Regions from separate parts of the Anser cygnoides genome. Here region 2 is linked to region 1. Evidence: chromatin contacts called from public Hi-C data. All regions are on one chromosome and are shown on one strand. Each heading gives the region's core, a stretch centred on a gene start, on an enhancer-like site or on the middle of the called end of the contact. The rest is flanking DNA. Distances are from core to core; before and after follow the strand shown.

Region 1 (4,133 bases), core at 679-3,178:
TCTCTGAAGTCCTCAATTTTACCACATGCTAACAGTAAAGAATGCTACAAGAAATACTTTTTTTTTTTTTTTTTTTTTTTTAACATAAGAACGTTGGAAATAAGAAAGTAGGAAGAATAAGTGGAATTTTTAAAAGGGGGTTTATAAGAATGACAATTATCAAATCTTCACTGCTTGTCAGCAAGAAGAGATTGGTTTGTGCTCAGGGCACAGCACTGGAAGGCCCAATTGTAGGCATGGCTGTCAGCTCCACTGAGGACATAGGCTAAACAATTTTGCTGCTCCACCTAGCAGTGTAGTGAATATAACAAATGATAGCCCTGATACCCAAGGGGACATCATGAAGCTGTGACAGGGGAGGTTCAGGCTGGGTGTTAGGAAAAGGTTCTTCACTGAGAGGATGGTCTGGCACTGGGACAGGCTCCCCAGAGAAGTGGCCACAGCACTGAGCCTGACAGAGTTCAAGAAGCAGTTGGACAACGCTCTGAGACATATGGCTTGATTTTTGGGTGGTCCTGTGTAGAGCCAGGAGTTGGACTCAATGATCCTCGTGGGTCCCTTCCAACTCAGGTTATTCTGTGATTCAACGATTTTTGTCTAGTGGTTAGTAGTGGGTGCTGAAAACAGTTGCTGAAAGAAAAGGTAGTTGCAGATACCCAAATGATACTAGTATTTATAAGAACCGGTATTAGTTCTTTTCCACCTCATAAATTCATTGCTGCAGAGAACCCAAGTGACTTTTCCATAACAGAGCAACAAAACTCAAAAATTGGAATGAGAATTTCCACGTACTCTTAAGTTAGTTGCTGTGCTACTCACAGAGCCACTTGGAGACGGAGACAGGGATAGCGAAGCACGGTGAACTGAAAAATGCTGGTTTTCTAGTTATGGAAATGTGCGTTGTATTTTGCCTCTCAAGTTCTTTATCGCGCTTTATTGCAATAGTTTCAGTGACAGACTCCAAGGGGCTTATACTAACCAGAAAAAAATAATAGTTCAGGCTATCTCCTAAAAGGTATTTTTGAAACCAGTATTGCCAGAACCTACTATAGAAAATACAAAGACATTTTGAGTACTACAAAGGGCTACAAAGATGGTGAGGGGCCTCGAGGGGAAGACATACGAGGAGCAGCTGAGGTCACTTGGCCTGTTCAGCCTGGAAAAGAGGAGGCTGAGGAGAGACCTCATTGCGGTCTACAGCTTCCTCACGAGGGGGAGTGGAGGGGCAGACGCAGACCTATTCTCTTCAGTGACCAGTGATAGGACCCGAGGGAATGGTGTCAAGCTGTGACAGGGGAGGTTCAGGCTGGATTTCGGGAAGAGGTTCTTCAATGAGACGGTGGTCACGCACTGGAACGGGCTCCCCAGGGACGTAGTCATGGCACTAAGCCTCTCAGAGTTTAAGAAGCGTCTGGACTGTGCTCTTAAGTCATATCATCTGAATTTTCGGGTAGACCTGTGTGAAGCCAGGAGTTGGACTCAATGGTCCTTCTGGGTCCCTTCCAACTCGAGACATTCTGTGATTCTATTATTCTACTTTTTAGTATCTGTCTGGGCTTGTGCTCAGGCATGTTTAGATCATTTTCAAGTCTTCCATCATAGGCATAGAAACTTTAGATTTACTTTTCATTTGAATGCAATCCAGAGGGTCCTGCGAACACCTCTTTTTAGAAACATTGTGAGATGTGTAAGACTGAGCACAGGAGTGGGGAAAAGCAGCACATTTCCTAATGGCCTCAGTTTGTACTCTGATGGTTCACCACCGTGGCTACACTGATTTCCACAGAGACAGCCCAAGTTTCTGCAACACTAGACTTGCAATTTCACCTTTATTTTTTGAAATAGTATTTAGCAGTCAGGAGTAAAGGGAACCGCGGGACGCTCCCTTACGGCCGGCCGGCCGGCGAGGACGGGACCGCGGGGTGCTCAGGCCGAGGGGGCGCTCAGCGCCTGCTCCTCGCGCTTCCCCTCACGGGACGGGACAGACTGTGGGCGGGTGCGACACCAACTCCGGCGGGTCCTACCACACAACAAGTGCTATCCGCCGGGGCGGCTGAGACACCGGCGCAGGGACCGCCAAGGGCCGGAGGAGCCCCACGAACTGGGACCGGGCTTGTCGCCACCTCTGCCGCCCAGGGCCCGTTCCCGCCCAGCCGGGGCAGCCAGGCGGGGCAGCTTGCGCCGCCTCACCGGCCGCCCGGGCCCGGGCAGCAGCTGAGGGCAAAACCTTCAGTTGCGCCGACTGCGCATGCACAGCGCCCGGCGCATGCGGGAGGGAGACGACGCCGAGGAGCGGAATCCGCCGCTCGGCCCCGTTGGTTGGTTTCCGTGCAGGCCCCGCCGCCATTTTCTCGCAGCCCGCCCGTGCTCGTCGGCCGCGCGGCTCTCTGTCCCGCTGCTCCGCGCTTCGTCCTGCTCGGCGATGGACGGGTGAGCCGCGGCTGGGGGCGAGGGCACGCCGCGCCGGTGCCGCCGCCCGCTCGGGGCTCGGGAGCGGTCCCCGCTGCTGGGTCTCCGGCGGGGCGTGGGGAGCGGCCGCTGCCCCAGCTCGCTGCGGGACGGCCGGAGCCCGAGGCCCGGCGCCGGGTGGGGAGTAGGGAGCTTAGCCTGTCCGCCCCTCGGGGGGGGGCTTCGGTGCCCAGCACCGAGGGCTTTGGGCCGTGCGAGCCCGCCCCCTGCTTAGCGCGGTGCCCGGGGCGGCGGGTCCCGCCGCGAGGACGGGGCGCGGTGTGCCCCCATGCCGCCCCTCGGGGTCTCCATGCCCGCTCCTGCCCCGTCCGTGCTCCCTCTTGCTGCCCCCCGGCCGCGGGGTGCGGAGGCTCGCTCTGTGTGGGGCTCGGGTTTGTTTTGGAGCTGGCTGGAGAGGAGGAGCAATACCAGCAGGAGCCAGATGTCGAGCTCTTTTGTTTTCAGAAACTGACTAGTAGTCCTCGGGCTGCCTCCCCTCCCCAGGTAGAAAGATGCCTTTGTGCACGCTGGAGACAGGCTGTAAAAGCCAAAGAAGGGGAGGTTTTGAAGGCGTTAGGGGATAGCAAGGACCCTCAGAGCCGGCCAGGAGCATGGTGGGCAGGTGGTCCGCACGAGGCCCCCTTTCTCTTGGACCTGGAAAGGGAGACTGGTGGTTGTAGCCCTCATCAGTGTAAATACAACATCTTCCCGCTTCCAGGTTTCCAATTAAGTTGTTTGTCCTGATTCAAACAGAGAAGCAATCTCTCTGGTATGCTTTACGCTTATAACCTTTCAACTGTGAGAGTTTTAAAGGCTTTTTATGGTTACTTGTGTTTATAATGTTGGGAGTTACTTATCCTGCCCGAGAAATCGTGGCAGTGATGAGTATTACACTGTGGAATGCTTTCAGATATTCATATTTTGTTTTCTTATTTTCTTTTGTACTGTTTTATGTTGTCGTTGGAGTTTTGTTACACAGTGTAAGTTATGGTGTCACAACTTTTTAGGAGAAGATGCACCTTGGTGTACCTGTTTCAGTTTCATATAGATATCTGATGATGAAATCTTAATACTAGCCAATGTGTTTTTTTTTAATTTATTTAAGCTTGTTTCAAAAAATGTATTTATTGCTTTATGCAGTTAGAAGATTTGTAGGGTTACCGTTTTGTTGAACTGGGTGTCTGGTTAATGAGGGTGCGTGAGAAAAGTTCTGTATATATTCTTAGGTTCTTTTTATTTTCACCCTGTCTGTAATTTCATGAAGTCCAGAGACCTGAGTTTCCTAAATGCGTTTCCTGGCAGTGTTACATTAGAGTAATATTTACTTAAACTTTGGACTACTCTGGAGATGCCTGTAAGTGGCTCAGTGGCTTTTGTAGGTTGCTTTTTTACTTCCCCATAGTCACATTGTGTTCTTTGGACACATTTTCTGGATTGGGGAAGTTGTTAGCTATTTTGATTCCGAATTGTTTTAGTACTGCAATACATCTAAAAGTTGTTTTTATGAGGACAAATTGGTTGACTTGTGTTTCTTTTTTTTTTTTACAGCATTGTCACTGATGTTGCAGTTGGTGTGAAGGTAGGATGTACACTTAGCAAATAAGGGGGTAAATTGCCAATACAAAATGAACTACCTTAAGCCTCAGTAATTGCAAATTGTAAGACTTTAACCAGTCATTGTCAGC
Region 2 (4,133 bases), core at 1,103-3,602, 100 kb after region 1:
GGGCTTGAGAGGCCTTGCCAGGGCCACCCGCTGGGCTTGTCCATAGTGCAGGTCACGGTGCCCCGCGTGGCCACACTGGTATTGTGCCCGGGGGCTGGCAGGTGCTGCTTGCCTGACTGGTGCCAAAAATACAGATGAACTAGGTAGGATAGTTGTGTGCATTAAATTGTCTCGGTGCAAATTGAGAGTGAGTGTGTGAAGAGGAAGATTGGTATTTGCGATATTTCTCTTTCTCAGAAATGCTATTAGTGATCTCCCACTTCAGCACTTCACTTGTTGGTTAGTCCCCATTCTCCAAATGCCACTATGTCACAGAGGGAACATCAGCCCAGAAATAATTAGTATGGCAATTTGGCGCTCACTCTGCAAATTGCATCTAGCAGTTGCATGCAAAATTGTCTGTAGAAATCATCTGGCTTTTACCAAGAGTTAGTTTAATAATGAAACTTGTTTTGTTACTGCAGCTATTATGCTGAAGTCTGTGGTTAAGATTTGTTTTCTCTTGTTGCTGATGGAAACATCTTCCAGTAAAAGGGAGAGAAATTAAACCTTTTCTACTATACTGTTCTTTGGAGTGTGCTGTCCTGACTTAATGTCTTTTCAGAACACAAGTGTTCACTGATAGTTACTCTCCAAGGAGATCTGTCCAAATGCTGTATTTCATGCACATATTGGACTATTGGATCTCTTCCTCCTGTGAGTAATTAACTATTATTTCATGCAGAGACAATAGTGAGATCTCCCACGTCTTAGGTGACTGCTGAACCCAAGCTGAGCTATGATGCTTCCTGGTGCAGAGGAGCAGAGGCACAAGGCAAGACTGAAAGCCACTCCCAGAAGAGAGGACAGCTCTCCTTGTTGCAGAGAGATACGATGCCCTCAGCTTGAATTTGAATCCTCTTCACCACTAATGAACATTCTCAGGACACTGGTGAGTGAAAGGCAGACTATATTTCCAACAACCCCGTCTTGGACTTGAGAAAGTGCCTTCAGCAAATGTGGGTTTTGCCCCAGCAGGTCCTGGGGCGTTATCCTGGGACAGCTGCAGCTGAGCAAGCTGGCACTGGCCCAGAAGCAGGGCTTTGCCCAGCTTCCAACCACTTCGCTAAGTGACTTAGCAATCGCTCTTTCCCACAGCAGCATACAGCTCTGCATCAGACCTTGCATATGGGATTTAAAGAGAGGGAATAATAGATAACCACCAGACTACTGACAAAGGGAAAAGCAAGGTCCTTGTAACACAGAAACCACAGGATTCCTGGAGCTTCTTAAAAAATGGATCCAAAGACAATATCTCATGCAGTGCAGGATGTCTGGAAAAAGATAACAGGCTAGCTGGAGGAAGGAAAACAATAAGGAATGGGGTAGTTTGTGTGTACACATGTGTGTGCACTTCTTGGGCTTCAGCCGCAAGCTGTGATGGGACAGCAACTGGTCCACAGCAACTGTGCACTTTATGTCCCTGGCAAATACCAGGCAGTACAGGTGAGCTTGGGCATCCTTCCTTGACTTAGCTTACAACTGAGCTGATGGGAAGTAGGCTTAGTGCACATGGCTAAGCCCTCAGTGAAACGATGCATTCATTTGAACATGTGGAAGAGCTTTAAACACACACTGTGCATGTCTCTTCAGCTGCAGGTTCTTTAGCTGTGCACTCTTTGACCACTGCTCAGATTTCATGTGTTGCTTTCTTCCCACATGTTGAATGAAACCACGTCTGCTGTGCTGCCCCTTGTGCGGCCCAGGAGCTGGGGGAGGATGAGAGGAAGGTGTGATTTCTTGGTGTCCATTCATTCCTTTGTGACAGCGCTTGCTTGAACTACAGCATGATTAACCAAACGCCCAATGTGTATGCACCTTATGGTGTTTGCAATGGTACCAAGTTATGAGCACTCATGGACTGGGGTGTTGTTCTAATTGTAATACTTTACTTCTGGCAGCCTTTAACTCCCATTAGATTAGTGGCTCCTATAATGATTACGACTGCCAAATTAAGCCATCTGTAAACACTAAAACTTGCAAGCTCTTACCAAGTTCATAGCAGTCATGTTTGGGAAATAAGTTCTGCATCTTTTCAGCGGACTGCCAGGAAAAATGCTCAAATGGTCGGCACATGGCCTTGTCCCTTCCTTGGGGAGCACCTTTCCTGTGCTCTGACAGCCAGCACCTCCTCCATCCGGTCGCTGCACTGCTTGGCATGGGCGCTCTCAGTGGCCTTGGCACGCCAGGGTACACTTGTGCCTGAGCCTTTCTGTAAACATGTTTTGGCAAATATTGTAAAGGAGTCGTTTGACAACACAGTCATTTGAACCTGAAAGGCTAAAACAGAAGTGACAGCGTAGCGTCACCACTCTGCTACCACCGGCTTATTATGTTTATCAACATATGTTGTTATTGAATTAAAGCGATATTTTTCAATTAACAAGTGAGGTGAAGAAGGAAACCCTCCTTGCTGGTTCTTTCTTCTGTAGCCACATGTGTGGCCAGCATGGAGTGACAGCCACCCGCCCCACAGAGCAGTGGAGCAGAAAGTGCTGAATGCCAGGGCCGGACAGCCCCACGCGAGTGAAGCACGAAGCTGCTCCCGGGGCTCGGCCAGGGCTGGAGGCACTGCACACACCCACACCTCTCGGCTGTGGGTTCTGGCTTCAGGGCACAGCACAGAAGTGTTTGTGGCTCTATAACAAGTCACAGATGAGGTAAAGCCCTCCCAGCAGTGAGACAATCCCTATGAAACGTGTATTTAACTCAAGAGCAGAGGAGGGACCTGGCCTTCTAGAGCAGGCGTTATCTTGCAACAGCAACCAGTGACTGGGCTCGCTGGGTGCTTGCTGCACAGCGAGCCTGGGAGGTGTGATGCGGTTTGCTCAGGGCACTGCCACCAAGCAAACTTCGCATCTGGAGCTGCTGGCAGCCTTGGGTGGTGTCCTGGGTGTGCCACAAGAGTGATCCCACCCTCTGCTGGTTCCCATTGTCAGTCAGCCCTGATGGAGCTCTGTCACTCTGCGGGGCCGCTGCGTGAGCGGTACCTCCGGCTTCACCGTGCCAACAAAGCGCGCACGGTGACTGGCAGGATGCTCACCGCAATCCCAGGGGCCTCCAGCCCTCTTCTGGAGGAGAGGGCCGGGGCAGAAAAGAGAAAGGCAAACAATGTCCTAAACTGCCTGTTGGCACTGCCTCCATGTTCCTGGTGAAGTTTCTAAAGGCTCAGCTGGCCCAGGTCCTGCGGGAGCAGGGTCAGAGAAGGCTGGCACGCACCCTGTGCTCACCCCACACAGCAGCAGGGAAGCAGGCATGCGCCTGTAAGAGGCAGTGCTTGGGCAGGTGGCTTCTCCTCCTGCGGGAGCTGTCAGGACCCAGGGGTCGTCCTGAGACAGCTGAGAGCTTTGACAATACACAAGGTGACCTTAATTTTGATTTGGGGTGCACAGTAATGAGCAAGTGGTGTGATTAATGCATAAAGCTGACAGAAGGCACAGGCATCTTTAAAGAAATAGGGTGTGCGAGGTCAAGAAAGGTGTGCGGGGTGAAATGATATTTCAGAAGCAGCAAGCACGCCTGGCTGACTCATGAGCTGAACTGTGCAATAATCACGGGTAATTATTGCACACCAGGCAGCAAGTATCTGCATACTCACCAAACTGGATTGCAGTTTCCATTTTGGCTCTGGCATGCTCAGTTCAGAGATGAGGAGCCATTTCCACACAGATCCAATATTGTGGTTGTTTTCCTATCAAGCCTCTAGACGTGATATTGAACCATGTCCTGCAACAGTGAGGAGAGGGGAGCCACTGTCTTTAGAGCGATGAATAACAGAGAAGTGCCTGTACTTATCCTCTCTAAAAATGTCTGTGTGACAGAAATGTGCTTCTGAATCAATGGCAGGGCACTCACTCATAGGTCAATCTGTTTTTCACCCAAACGAAAGCAATGGAAGGCCTGAAAGGTAATGAGCCCAGGTAGGACAGGAGCTATCGAGCACGCAGGCAAAGCCCCAGCACCGGGCCTCCCACAGCAGCAGAAGCCTGGTGGCACCCTGTCACCCCGGAAGGGCAGCCCCTGGTGCCGTGAGGGACTCGTGTTATTTGGGTTTAATGTCACTCACGCTTCCTTGGTCCTGTCCGGATGCAGGA

What was found. A called contact is a pair of places that touch in the nucleus more often than the background predicts.
Region 2: a contact with region 1 is called in a Hi-C map of liver, with 3 times the contacts expected there. The contact joins the enhancer-like site here to the promoter of PTBP2 in region 1. A contact is called at or near these places in 2 of 7 Hi-C or Micro-C datasets (granulosa cells and liver).

What each region holds. Positions count from the first base shown.
Region 1 is chr8:3,139,700-3,143,832 of Taihu_goose_T2T_genome, forward strand. PTBP2 (polypyrimidine tract binding protein 2) reads left to right here and starts at 1,929. Exons shown (of 14, transcript XM_048067021.2): 1 at 1,929-2,430; 2 at 3,997-4,027. The coding sequence starts at 2,249.
Region 2 is chr8:3,244,014-3,248,146 of Taihu_goose_T2T_genome, forward strand. LOC125183160 (a long non-coding RNA gene) reads right to left here. Exons shown (of 4, transcript XR_007164582.2): 3 at 3,638-3,765; 4 at 1,636-1,748. Among named protein-coding and RNA genes, the nearest start is that of PTBP2, 100 kb to the left of the region's middle. Within about 2 kb of position 2,353, at least 1 of the 3 cell types and tissues checked has open chromatin away from gene starts, as enhancers often do. A contact at or near this core is called in liver, where this site is marked.